Linked DNA regions of Mus musculus: regions 2 and 3 are each linked to region 1. Evidence: chromatin contacts called from public Hi-C data. All regions are on one chromosome and are shown on one strand. Each heading gives the region's core, a stretch centred on a gene start, on an enhancer-like site or on the middle of the called end of the contact. The rest is flanking DNA. Distances are from core to core; before and after follow the strand shown. Region 1 has its middle 210 kb from the start of 1700012I11Rik. Region 2 overlaps Zfat (zinc finger and AT hook domain containing). Region 3 has its middle 180 kb from the start of Zfat.

What was found. Hi-C and Micro-C count contacts between places; a contact is called where the count stands out from the background.
Region 2: a contact with region 1 is called in a Hi-C map of bone marrow-derived macrophages, with 13 read pairs. The contact joins two enhancer-like sites.
Region 3: a contact with region 1 is called in a Hi-C map of bone marrow-derived macrophages, with 17 read pairs. The contact joins two enhancer-like sites. A contact is called at or near these places in 1 of 15 datasets of contacts at CTCF or cohesin (large pre-B cells), 13 of 484 Hi-C or Micro-C datasets (B cells, the BV-2 cell line, bone marrow-derived macrophages and 7 more) and 1 of 115 datasets of contacts at active chromatin or transcription factors (bone marrow-derived dendritic cells).

What each region holds. Positions count from the first base shown.
Region 1 is chr15:67,432,220-67,436,572 of GRCm38.p6, forward strand. No RefSeq gene overlaps it. Among named protein-coding and RNA genes, the nearest start is that of 1700012I11Rik, 210 kb to the left of the region's middle. Within about 2 kb of position 2,267, at least 7 of the 459 cell types and tissues checked have an H3K27ac peak or open chromatin away from gene starts, as enhancers often do. A contact at or near this core is called in bone marrow-derived macrophages, where this site is marked.
Region 2 is chr15:68,166,242-68,170,594 of GRCm38.p6, forward strand. It overlaps Zfat (zinc finger and AT hook domain containing), which reads right to left. Exons shown (of 16, transcript NM_001145888.1): 8 at 3,895-3,982; 9 at 2,474-2,623. Among named protein-coding and RNA genes, the nearest start is that of Zfat, 90 kb to the right of the region's middle. Within about 2 kb of position 1,795, at least 29 of the 459 cell types and tissues checked have an H3K27ac peak or open chromatin away from gene starts, as enhancers often do. A contact at or near this core is called in bone marrow-derived macrophages, where this site is marked.
Region 3 is chr15:68,075,817-68,080,169 of GRCm38.p6, forward strand. No RefSeq gene overlaps it. Among named protein-coding and RNA genes, the nearest start is that of Zfat, 180 kb to the right of the region's middle. Within about 2 kb of position 1,770, at least 9 of the 459 cell types and tissues checked have an H3K27ac peak or open chromatin away from gene starts, as enhancers often do. A contact at or near this core is called in bone marrow-derived macrophages, where this site is marked.

The sequences.
Region 1 (4,353 bases), core at 1,017-3,516:
GGCCAGGGTCTGTACAAAACAGACAATGATTAGTAACTGAACTGGAGCTGCAGCCAGAATCTACGGAGGAATTGGCTCTCAAAACATCCCATTATCATAGCCTGAGAGGTTATACCTAGTGATGAATGCATTTGCTAAGTAAACCATCATTGGTTCTAGAAAAGCGCTGTCTGCAGTCAAAGATGCTATGGGAAGGAGACCTCCTCAGTCATAGCTGCCACAAAGACTGAAGCCCAGGCACAAGGCTTTCACTCACTAGATGAGATGTGATAAACTGATTATGGTTTCTGTAGCCTTTTCTCCATGAAATGGGCACATGAGTCAGCAGAGATCTACATGTAGTTGGTGCTGGATACATAATTAAATGAAGCCACTGATTGCAACTTACCTGTGCCAGTATCCGGAACACTTATATTTTGAATAAACAAGTAGTGAATGAGTGGATGAATGAATGAATGAATGAGTGAGTGAGTGAGTGAGTGAGTGAGTGAGTGAGTGACTAGACAAGTTCTAACATAAGTAGGTTTGGTAGATCATGATTGTAATGTGGGACATTGAGATGGGAAGATCCTTAAGCGTTCTAGGCCAGATTGGGCTACATAATAAACTCCCAGGTCAACCTCAGCTTAAGAGTAACTATCTCCATGTGACATGGTCAGTCACCAATACAATGGTCAAGTACACGGTGAAGAGGTGAAAGAGAAAGACAAGAGGAGCTGTTTGTTCACTATGAAGAAAGACTAAAGTGGAGACACGAGAATAGTGAGAAACAGCCTGATGTGAGTATCCTGTCCTTGTTGCCAGAGGCCATGGTGATGTTCAGGCCCATGCTGCCACAGAGTATGGGTCCATGACTCTGCATCAGTAGAGGTCTGAGTTGATACTCATGGCCCATGTTACTTCTTAAAGCCATTGGAACCTCTCTGCTCTAGGCTGCTGCTTGGGGCCATGTGGATGTCCATAGATGCACAGAAGGAGACCCTCCTCTCACCTGGGCTGGAAAGCTGGCATTGGTGGTGCAAGTATAGAAGAGCAATTCAGCTACCACCCAGGCCCAGATCCAGGGCTTTGAGTTGGCCTATTCAGATATCGACTCCATCCATAAAATGCTGGAGCTCATGAAGGGACCAGTCCTGCAGAGCCAAAGCTGCAGGTTCTCCGTGACACAGGGTAACGACAGGATATCCAAGAGGAGTCTCAGTGAGGGTACAGTATTGATGATGTAGCAGAAGCCAGAGGCCTTGAAACAGACCAATGACCAATGCCTCATTGCAATGAACATTTTTGCGTGCCCGTGCGCATGTGTGTGTGTGTGTGTGTGTGTGTGTGTGTGTGTGTATTTCAGGTTCTTAATCACCTAAGCAGTATTGGTAAGGGTTCCATCTGATGGAATCAGTCAAATTAGATGTTGGCTTGTTACTCCCAGAAACTTTCTGCCACCATTGCCCTAACATATCTCATAGGCACAACAGTATTGTAGATCAAAGCACTTGTGGCTGGGTTTGTGTTTCTGTGTCTCTTTTGGTAGTGTACAGAGTACTACTGTACTGCAGCAAAGATGCCAGAACATAGGGATTAAGGCTGTGTGTTAGACACCAACTCAACTTCATGTTCCCCGAGTTGTATTGGTGTTGTCTTTAGCTGTCAGTTTGTGGAGAGCCAACTTCTCTTGGCAACAGCCTGGGTTGTGTGCAGGTTCTCATGGAAACCTTTTAACCAACAACTCAATTAGATGTAAGCCAATCATAGTACTGGGAGCTTCATTGAGTGACAGGAGATCTTCACTTGGGGGTCTCTCTCCCTGTTACTTGGATATTTTATTTACATTGTCTTCATATATGCACATATTTTAGGAGGCTTCTACTATAATAGGTTTCCCTTCAAATGGTCCCCCTGTCTTTCCCATAATCCCTCCTTTGTCTCCCTCTCTCCTCCCCCTCCCAAGTTGATTCTCTGGTTCCATCCTTCCCCCCTATCCATCCATAACCATTCCATTTCCCTTACCTAACAAGATCTACCCGTCCTCCATAGTCCCTTAAAAGAATGGAACTTTAAGATGTTTGTATAGGTAGTAAATTCTAGTCAGGCCTTGTTCTTTGAGACTCGGAGAGTCAGTGTATCTGCCCAAACCTCAAGCCAGGACTACAGAAGTAATATGTGCTTTGAATGGATGTGTGACTGACCTAATTGAGGAGGACAGTTAACATTCAGGTGTCAGCTTCCAACTTGTCCAAAGCCTCACTGTAGCCACTGGCCAGAGTGCCTGCTCTCTTGCGCCACCTACTGGACCTTGTGAAAAATCACTGTATAATTGCCAGTGCAAGGCCTGGTGCTAGGTAGTAAAAAGAAAAACCAAATTCCACAGAATGAGGACTCATGGTATCAAACAAAACCTTTAAGGTGAGTCTTCTCTTTTGTGTCAAAAGTGATGACTATTAGATGCATTAGGTGTTTACAAGCTACAGCACCAAACTCTACAAAACATGAGGTCAGCTTTTAAACAATAACTCTTCAGAAAAGATACCTAGCTTTTGGGATTTTTCTGTTTCGTCCTTCTGAAGGAATATCAAACCAACCCCAATGATTTTTTTTTAATTTTAGCTATTTTATGGTTATTCTTATTTATTAATTCTCAATCTGAGGGGAAAAGCAGTTTTGATCACAGTGTTCTGGACTAAAACTTAAAATGATATATTGCTTTAACCCTATATATGCATTCATGCACATATGCATGCATTTTAAATATACATATATACATCTTGATGTGATTTCCATGAGATTTGTGGAAGTTGACAGATAGCAAGACTGAAGAAAGGAATTTTGGTGCATGTGGAATCAGAGCATGAATGAGTCCAGCAGGGATAGGTGGGGTTCAAAGGGGACCACTGACCTCCATTCTGGCCACCTAGTCCACAAAACACATGGTGTGTTCATTTCTTCAAAAAGTATTTACTTTATTCCTAATGGACTCTGGAGAATAGTGACAGCTGCTCTCCTGCTTCACTTCCACTGGCTCTCGGCCCTGACTCTGAACTTACATTGCAAAGAAGTCCCTACTAGAATGCCTTTTGATCTTTCTAGTGATGCCCAAAGGCAGACATCTCTGACCTACCTGGTGACTAGTGGCCAACTCATATGGTCAGGAAAAAATGGAGCCTATGGTTAACCATAATGCCAAGTCTACTGTCACTAATATCACCCAAGTAATCCCTCCTTCAAAGTTCACAGTCACCATGAGTGTAGTTATAATGGTTGATGATGCAGGTCTGTTTCCACCCAGCAGATGATCTGCTGACACTGTGCACTCTTTGATCTTCCTCATAATTGCATATCCTGGACACTCTGCTATCTGATGAAAAAATATTCTGTTTGGCATGTGTTACTGTAGACCCCTGTCAATGTCCACTGAATAAATGAGTGACTATTAGTTACTAGGGAATTAGATAAGTGTAAATTAGTAAAAGAAATGGGTCACCTCCATGTTCACTAGTAAACAGTTTTGGCATGAAAATAAGAACTGAAATTCTAGGGGTGATAAGAAAATATAACTCCTTTGATTGTGTCTGAGATGCACAGTCTCATTATCATATATTTTATATCTTAATATAATTGATCACCTAATTGAATGCCTTTAAAAGTCATACTGTGTTTTTAAGTGCTTTTCTTATGCTTTTAGAAGGATTATAGATTATGAGAACAATGTCCTCAGGACATTTTCTTGAGGTCTCTGTATTCACCCTGTTATTTTTTTCTTCACTAGCATTTTTCTAATTTCATTTCTGTTGCTATGATACATTATACCAACAAAGAGCAACTCTTTTGGAAAAGGGTTTATTTTGGTTTACCCAGGTTATAGTTCTTTTTTTTTTTTTTGCAGTGATATCAAGGCAGTGCTTTGAAGCACATAATCATATTACATCCACAGCCAAGAACAGAGAGAAACAATGTATAGGTCTCAGCTAACTTACTCTGCTCTTACACAGTTCAGGTCCCAAACTAGGGAAGGGTGCCTCCTATTCTCAGGCTGGATCTTCCTTAATTTGGTAAAAAACCAATACAGTCATTCACAGACTTGTCCATAGTCCCATCCGATGTAGAAAACCCTTCACTGAGACTCTTCCCAGATGGTTCTAGGTTGTGTCAAATTGATAATTAAAGTTAATCATCACAAGCAGTTATCTTCTGAAAGCCCACTGTGCTTCAGGCCCTGTTACTGACTCTACCATGAATATATTTTCCTTCTTCTGTTCTCTTGAAATTATTGCAATGTGGTGGTGAAGTTTTCCTTCCTATTCATATAGAGGTATCTGGCAAAAGATAGCGTTGACTTGTTCTTGCAATCCTAAAAACATA
Region 2 (4,353 bases), core at 545-3,044, 730 kb after region 1:
CCTACAGTCTGGTAACTCCCTGAAGACAGACACCCTGCCCAACTTACAAAGCAGTCATTAAATCCAACTCAACTGAGTTAAACTAAATAAAATTATAGGCCACGTCATTCTTTGCAAAAATCAATAGGATCAGGCACTCAGGTCAAGTCTGGAAGAATATTCCCATTCATAACATAAACAGAAGCACAAAACACTGGACATTCTGCATGACTCACATGTAACTATTCCCAAGCTATTGTGCCTACTCCACTTGTATTGCTTTCCCCCACCCAGCCAGTGTGAGAACTGCTGTCGTGGTTCATCTCAAATGCATTTCTTGACCTCTTTGAACTGTTAGACTCTCTGAGCACCTGCCCACCGTGTGAATGAAGTTCCTCACGTGTGATCAACACCTATGACTATGGAGAGTCCCCAGACTTATCTTATGTTGCCCCTTCTTGTTAGTCTTCATGCTTATCTTTTGCATTTGCCTACTGCTGCTCTTTTTCCATGTTTTATTTTGGGAGTGAGCTGGGAGAAAGAATACTTACAGTGCAATTGCAGTGATTAGCTCCAAAGACTCGCGAATAATGTAATGTGGGTAAGTAGGCTTTTCTTTATCCTTTACAGTTCCATCATTATAAAGAAATTCATAGACAAGTGAAAAAGAGCAGGCCATGAACACTCCATCCTAAAACTGCAGCCTTTCGTTTCCTAAACCTTTCTCAGAATTCAGAAGGTTTTCAAATTGAGAGATTTCTTCCAGAAGTTCAATGTGGAATACTGACACCCGTGTCCTGTGAATGCATAGTGTTGGCTATACATTAAGCCTGGTATGGAATACTGACACCCCGTGTCCTTGAATGCATAGTGTTGGCTATACATTAAGCCTGGACATACACAGGGTCTTCTTCTGAGGAATGTAGGAGACCATCTCACTGATGCCTGCAGCAAATCTCAAGGCAGTTTATAATTGTGTTTCATGGAAAAGTGACCAGAAGATGGAATATTTGTCCCATCCTGCGTCACATACAAAGAAAGGAAAGACTGAACCACGCTCTCCCACTCCAGACCTCTGTCTGCCATGCAAGCATTATCCCCCAGGGGAACAGATTTATAATCCTCAGGCTGCCATCTCCCTGGATTTGCATCAGCGTCAGGTTCGTGGTCTGTCTCTGACCACTCCCAGACGACTCCCCTGAGCACCATCCTAAACCAATCTCCACACAAAGGCTTCTGCCTCCTTCTCTACTGAGAAAACTCCTAGCAATGACTTCCTTCAGTGCCCTCAGAAAATGACATATAGGTATTCATCTCGTCACCACTGTCAACTCCTCCTTTCTTGCCTCCACATGGGAGGTATCGCTTTCTCTTAGTGCGAGTCAGTAAAGATGTAAAGAACAGGGCTTTAGAATCATGTAGCATGGGTCCAAATCCCAGTTCCCACTACTTTTTGGCTGTACAACACGAGCATTTCATAGCGTTCTGTGCCTCGTGTTCCTCACTGGTAAAACTAACCTGGCTTGCTAGTCCCTGAATGCACTAACTAGCGTACCATGAGCAAGCCGAAAGTACACACTGGGCCCACAGTGCTTACTAAGTGCTGGCACACAAGAAAGCACCTTTCAGTTCCAGCACTGCACCTCAGGTCCACTGCCTCCTCTCTTCACTGACTCTCTGCCCATCAGCTCCTCCCCTGAGCCCTGCCACTGATAGTATGTTATGCAAAATACTTGGCCATCCATCTTCCTCTGACCCTACAGTCCTGCCTATAGTGGTCAAGCTCCCGACAAGCAGGAAGGAACTATTACGCAGGACTAGCAGGGCACTTTGCCACTTGCACCTTCCTCATTCTGAGGAGGGCAACATTCTCCTCTAGCGGCAAGGAATGAGGTCGATGACAGAAGACCCTTGACTCCTAGCTTGTCAGAATCTTTGCAAGTAGCTGTCCAACACTTCCAGTCCTGGCCAAGCCCCCAGAGCACAGCAGCCCCTATGCTTCTCTGGACTGCGACCTTTCTACTCAACCCTTCCACTTTCCAATCCTCTCTCTACAGTATAAACAGTGACGCTCCACACTGCCAAAATGTCAAGCCTCCAGCAGCCCGTTTTACTGCCAATCCTTCATAGTTCCATTGTTCTTCAATGCTAGTTACATACAGAGCAGAGTAGTGGGCACTGCAACTGCCCAGAGAACATATGGGCTTTCCTGTTCTCAGGACACTAGTTAACCCGTAAGCAAAGGACAGTGGTCTAATTCACTACAGTTATATCCAGAGCTAGAAGATGGGAAACACCTCTATTAACCACAACTGCAACTGCAATTAAAGTCATGGTCTTAATCTCTGATCTCTATTGGCTAGAGTCATATATCTACATGCTAAAGAAATCACAACAGCAGGGTATGCAAAGGCAAACTTCCTCTTTATGTAATCCCAAAATAATGTACACAGAATAAAATTAAATAGATGTTCCAGATGGAAAGACAACTCACCCTCATGAGCCCAGATGTGCCGCTGAAGGTCTGAGCCATTCTTCATGAAATAGAAATCACAATATGGACACTTCATGGCTCGCTTTCCAATTAGCCCTTTGAGCTGGACTCTTCTCCCAAGAACCTCAGAAATGGTATTCATGGAGACCTCTGTCAGAAAAGCAGGGTGGTAATCAGAGGGGATGCGGCACTTTGCTCTTCAGGTGTGAGGTAAATAAACTTCAGTGGAGCACCTGCATACCTAAGAAATGTCCATCAAGTGCCTCCTTGGTGTCATGAGACAGTGTTTTTACTGAAAAAGCTAAACTTGGATCTGATCAAGCCGTGATCTAAGACTCTGTTAACCTTTAGTATGAAGAACAGAGAAAACACTGCAAGGCAATGACCAGACAAATCAACACAGGCTTTTCATAGGAAAAGTAACTCAGTTTCTCCCAGAAGTCACTAGTGTGGAAAACAGACTGCAGACTGGGGACTCTACAGACTACAAGGAACATAAATAATATAAAGTACTAAATACTAAAATACTGCAGCTTGATTCAAACAAACTATACAAAAAAAAAATCTCATATCAACCCAGGATACTTTAAATGACCATACATAATAAATATCTTAGGATGCAGTAAGAATCATGGTTAGCGCTGCTTTTTATAGGTCACACAGAGGTCATGCTAAGCAAAACCATTATTTATTGAGATAACCTGTATAGTCTTTCATAGAAAACTTAAGTGAGCTAAACTTTAAAATACTCTAGAAGAAAAAGTCCCTGGGTGGATACATACAAAGGGCTTGGAAATGTATTAGAAGCACGTGGAAGCTGAGATTGGACACGCGGGGTTCCTTGTGTAATTCTGTATTCATGATCAAAGGTCAGTGCTCTTAAAGGATATAGTCAGCTCACACTAGAGTGACATAGAACAAACAACCTAAGCCATGAGCTCCCATACTGACAAAGGTTCAAGGCTCACCTTGTCCCCAGCTAAAACTGTGAGAGCCCTTTGCTCTTCACAGACTAGGCCATTCTCCTCTATCAAGGGCACACACTAATTTGTCAATAAGAAGAGACAGGGATTGAGAAGGAGGTATATTTTGCTTGCTAATTATTTAAGTAACACAGAGAACCCAGGTCCGCTCTGCCTGCTCTACTTAATATGACAATGGAGTCTGACACTAAGATCTACCTCAAAGATCACATGATAGTAAAACTGACATTTCCTGGCGGGTTTGTGGCCAGCATACCTACCATAGTACTGGGTGGAGCAAGGCCAACAAAGGGCTTCTGAAGGCAAGAACATTTCAAATAATGAATTAATTCAAGCCTCCCTCTTCATTCTAAGCTGGTACTGCTTACTACAGTATTATGTTTTAAAATAGACATAACTATTTAAAAATTAATCTTCCGTTTAAATTCATAACCTTACCTGGATGATTAGTCTTGATATGTGACTTTATCAATCGGTCTTCTGAAAATGATTTTTCACATACAGGACAAGAATAACTCCTTTTGTCCTTAAGAGAAAAAAAAAAGAAAAAGAAAGGACAATTAACAATCTTAAGTCTAGGTTCTATAGAAAAATAACTTTTATCATCACTGTCGTCATTGCCAAACACAATCATCATCCCCACCACTACCAACACACACCATTACCACTATCATCAAACCCCACCACCACCACTACCACCATCATCACCGTTATCAAATACCATCACCAAAACCACCACCATCATCACAAGCACCACCACCATGACCATCATCAACACAGTTTCCTCCACTATTAACACTGTCGATACAACCAGCATCATGGACATTATCGCAATCATCATCAATCCTATTGCCCCTCAACAACCAGAAGCAAAAGCTTCATCAAAACCCAACATCC
Region 3 (4,353 bases), core at 520-3,019, 640 kb after region 1:
GTGGCCAGGGGGAACAGAGAACAGGGCTACTTGATCCACAGACAATACCTCCGCCTCACCTTGCTTCAATCATTCAACCCCTTTTTCTTTTTTTTTATTAGATATTTTCTTCATTTACATTTCAAATGCTATCCCATAAGTCCCTTATACCTCCCCCCCCCGCCCTACTACCCAACCCACCCACTCCTTCTTCCTGGCCCTGGCATTCCCCTGTACTGGGGCATATGATCTTCACAAGACCAAGGGACTCTCCTCCCAATAATGGCTGATTAGGCCATCTTCTGCTACATATGCAGCTAGAGACACGGACACATTCAACCCTTTTAGTGTTTCAGCACTTTGGTTACAGGATATTCCCCTTCTACCACTGTCTTATTTTCCTCAGAGCACCATTAAAGGAATTAGAAGCCACTAAAGCAGATATGACTGACTCATTCATAATAATAATAAATAATAATAATAATAATAATAATAATAATAATAAAAACAAATTATCAGGATGTCTATATACTCTACTTTCCTTCCTCAAGCAGGAAATGGATACCTAGACATAAGGGCAACCCTCAGGGGCCTGGGGCAGCTCCAGAGTACAACTCTTCTCTCCCATTCTTCAAGCAGGGAGGACTGGCATCTTCAACCAATGGCACCAGGGGGTTCTTGTTGAAAGGTACCTAGGTAAAAACTGTGTCAGATTTTTGACAGTGAAAGTTCTTGGCTGTTGGAAATACAAAAAAAAACCATGAATATATCTGCAGCTTTTAACGATCTGACCCTGTAGACCCAAGTGTCTAGGACAGGGTCAACAAACTATTATTTGTGGGCCAAAGTTGGGCCATCTCCAACATTTATAAATAAAGTTGTGTTGGAATGCAATTGAGCTTACTCATTGACACAGCTGCTTTTATGTTAGAGTGGCATAGAGGAGTGGTTGCAGCAGAGACAGTGTTGCTTACAGAATTTAACGTCTGGCTGGCTCTTTATAGGAAAGTATTTGTTGGTCTCTATAGGACTGCAGTGGCCCAAGGCTCTATCAGGAGTCCTTCCAGCTCCACAAGACCCAAAATACTATCTTAGAGCAGACCATGTAGATATATGTCAAATAGTGAGCATACATACTATATATAGCTACAGCCTACATACTAGCTGGCAAGCTCTACAGTAGTTATACTTAATCATTGCCTTAGCCCTACAGAGTGAAAACACTCATTTCTGAGCAAGCGAACTGAAGGTCTTTGTAGTAAAGAAATACATCTCAGGCTACAAAGTTGTAACCTGCGAAGAGAAACTCAGTCCCGAGGAGACTTTTTAGGGTCACTCATGGTCCATAGCATAATTGGGGAAAAGATTCAAGACTTCTGGCTTGAATTCTCAGTCTATCTCAGTGGGATGGCCTTTGGTCCTCGCAGTGGGATTCATTAAGGTTGTGCTCTGCATCATAGGAGGCCCTAGAAAGATCTGAGCTCTTATCTCCATCTGTATAATGAATGACCACAAATGCCTGAGTGCCTCCACTTTCCAGAGGAAGACACTGAAGCCCAGCCAATAAAAGGCTTACTGCCAGGAAGGCTCAAGCAGGAATGTAGGACTTCTAGGATCCCAAGTCCTTTTCTTATACACCAGGCTGCAGGCTGAAATGGAGTTGCTCTAGAGGCAGAGAATGGCTCTACCTCCTCTCACTCTCCTGGACACTCAAGAGGTCCTCTATACTAGTAGTCTGCAAACACCAGCCTGGGGTTTGTCAGCTTGGACCAACCAAGGGAATTCTAGCTCCCCCTACTGGTGGCCCATTGTCTCAGACAATGGCATTCCTCCTTTGCACTTCTGTGCCCCTTGGACCACATACATATCCATCTCCAAGTTGTACCTTCAGATGCTAGAAGAGTATGGGAGGGGAGCTGGAACTGGACACACCACTGTGAACATCATTGCTCGGTTCTCAGCTTAAATCTCAATCTCTCTCTCCCTCTCCCTCCCCCTCCCCCTCTCTTCTTCTGTCCTCTGTTTCCTCTCTCTCTGCCTCTACCTCCTTCTCAACCCCTTTCTCATGACTCAAAATAAACTTCATAGATCTGTCATATGACTGGTACCTCGGGGTTCACATCCTCCCACCCTCCTTTCACATCATATCATGTTTTGCCAAACATATCAGTAGGTCTTTGCCTTTCACTAGGACTCCCAAAGAACTCAATCATATGTGAGGGGACTTCTTGGCAGCATACTGGCTTCCACAAGTGGGGTATTCTTCTCTCCCATTAGCCTGTAACATCCTCCAGGGATAAGAGTGGGAGGTCTAGGGTTGGGTACAACAAACTTAACCTTCTATTCAACCAGAATCCTGTCCTCCAGAGAGGTCAAACATTGTCTAGGTGAACTGAATGTAGACAAGAGAGTACATGCTGGGTTCTTCTCATCTTTCTGTCCAGCCTCCCACAGACAAGGTCAGTGCTAATTGGGTGCAAGTATAAGGCACTTAACACATTCCCCACCTAAGGGTTTCTGGTTCACAGCATCCCACTCATACAAGTTCACCTACCTGAAATTACGTTCACTAAATATGTCCAGTTCTAGAGTGTAGATTCAGTCACTGAAAGAGCCAGCTCATTTGGAGGATCGCCCTTTGTGGACCAACACACAGTCGGCTCCTATGAAAACTTCCCAGGGGTGAAGGGATGGCCTTAGATTTGCCAATATTCCAACAAAATTATTGCTCACTGCAAAGGCAGTTTGGGGTGAGTTATGACATCATGGAGGACCAGAACAGACATCTAGATCAACGGTGTCCTCAACTATGGATGGATGCTTTCCTTTTGCAGGCCATGGAGGCTCCTGATGCCCAACTTACACTAACAGAATAGTTGTGTCTCTGCGGAGGACCACAGTGAAAGGGGCTGGTCCTTGCTGCAGGGGTGGCTTCCTAAAGTCTCCTTCTGAGTCCCTCCTGTCCTGTTCTAACAGTAGGTGGTAAGGTCAGCAGCCGCAAGAACTGAAGGCAACAAGAAGATGACATAGCAGGGACAAGCCTTACCCAAACCCTCATTGCGGGTACATAGCTCTCAATGGAAGCACCTACTTGCTCTCATCATGGGATATGTCCCCTGTTTTCTGAGCCTGTTTGCACACATATAACACAGATTGCTCCACCATCCCACACTTTGATATGGTATGTTCATTCACATTGCTTTTCATATCTCTGTCTCTCTGTCTTTGTCTTTCCCCCCCTGCCCCTCCCTGCATGCCCAAGCATGTCTGCATGTTGGGGGTGACTTGATGAACTTTGCATGTTTCCCATCTCTGCAACTGGTTTGGGAGCACTCCAGAATTTGAAATGCTGATGAAATGATGGTATTAGAAGGGGGTGATGATGCGCCACTATGTTCATAGCAGCCTTATTTATAATAGCCAGAAGCTGGAAAGAACCCAGATGTCCCTCTACAGAGGAATGGATACAGAAAATGTGGTACATTTACACAATGGAGTACTACTCGGCTACTAAAAACAATGAATTTATGAAATTCTTGGGCAAATGGATGTATCTGGAAGATATCATCCTGAGTGAGGTAACCCAGTCACAAAAGAAGTCACTTGATCTACACTCAGTGATAAGTGGATATTAGCCCAGAAACTTAGAATACCCAAGATACAATTTGCAAAACACAAGAAAATCAAGTATCTAACGTGTGGATACTTCATTCCTCCTTAGAATAGGGAACAAAATACCCAATGAAAGGAGTTACAGAGACAAAATTTGGAGCTAAGAGGAAAGGATGGACCATCCAGAGACTGCCCCACCTGTGGATCCATCTAATAATCAGCCACCAAACCCAGACACTATTGCATATGCCAGCAATATTTTGCTGAAGGAACCCTGATATAGCTGTCTCTTGTGAGACTAGGCCGGTGCCTGGCAAACACAGAAGTGGATGCTCACAGTCAGCTATTGGATGGAACACAGGGCCCCCAGTGGAGGAGCTAGAGAAAGTACCCAAGGAGCTAAAGGGGTCTGCAACCCTATAGGTGGAACAACAATATGAACTAACTAGTACCCCGGAGCTCTTGACTCTAGCTGCATATGTATCAGAAGATGGCCTAGTTGGCCATCATTGGAAAGAGAGACCCCTTGGTCTTGCAAACTTTATATGCCTCAGTTCAGGGGAACGCCAGGGCCAAGAAGTGGGGGTGGGTGGGTAGGGGAGCAGGGCAGGGGGGGAGGGTATAGAGGACTTTCGGGATAGCATTGGAAATGTAAATAAAGAAAATATCTAATAAAAGAAAAAAAAGAAGGTGGCGATGAGCTCCTTGAGTCTATGCCCACACGGACTGGGAGGGTCAATGTTCTCTAGAAAAGCCATGAAG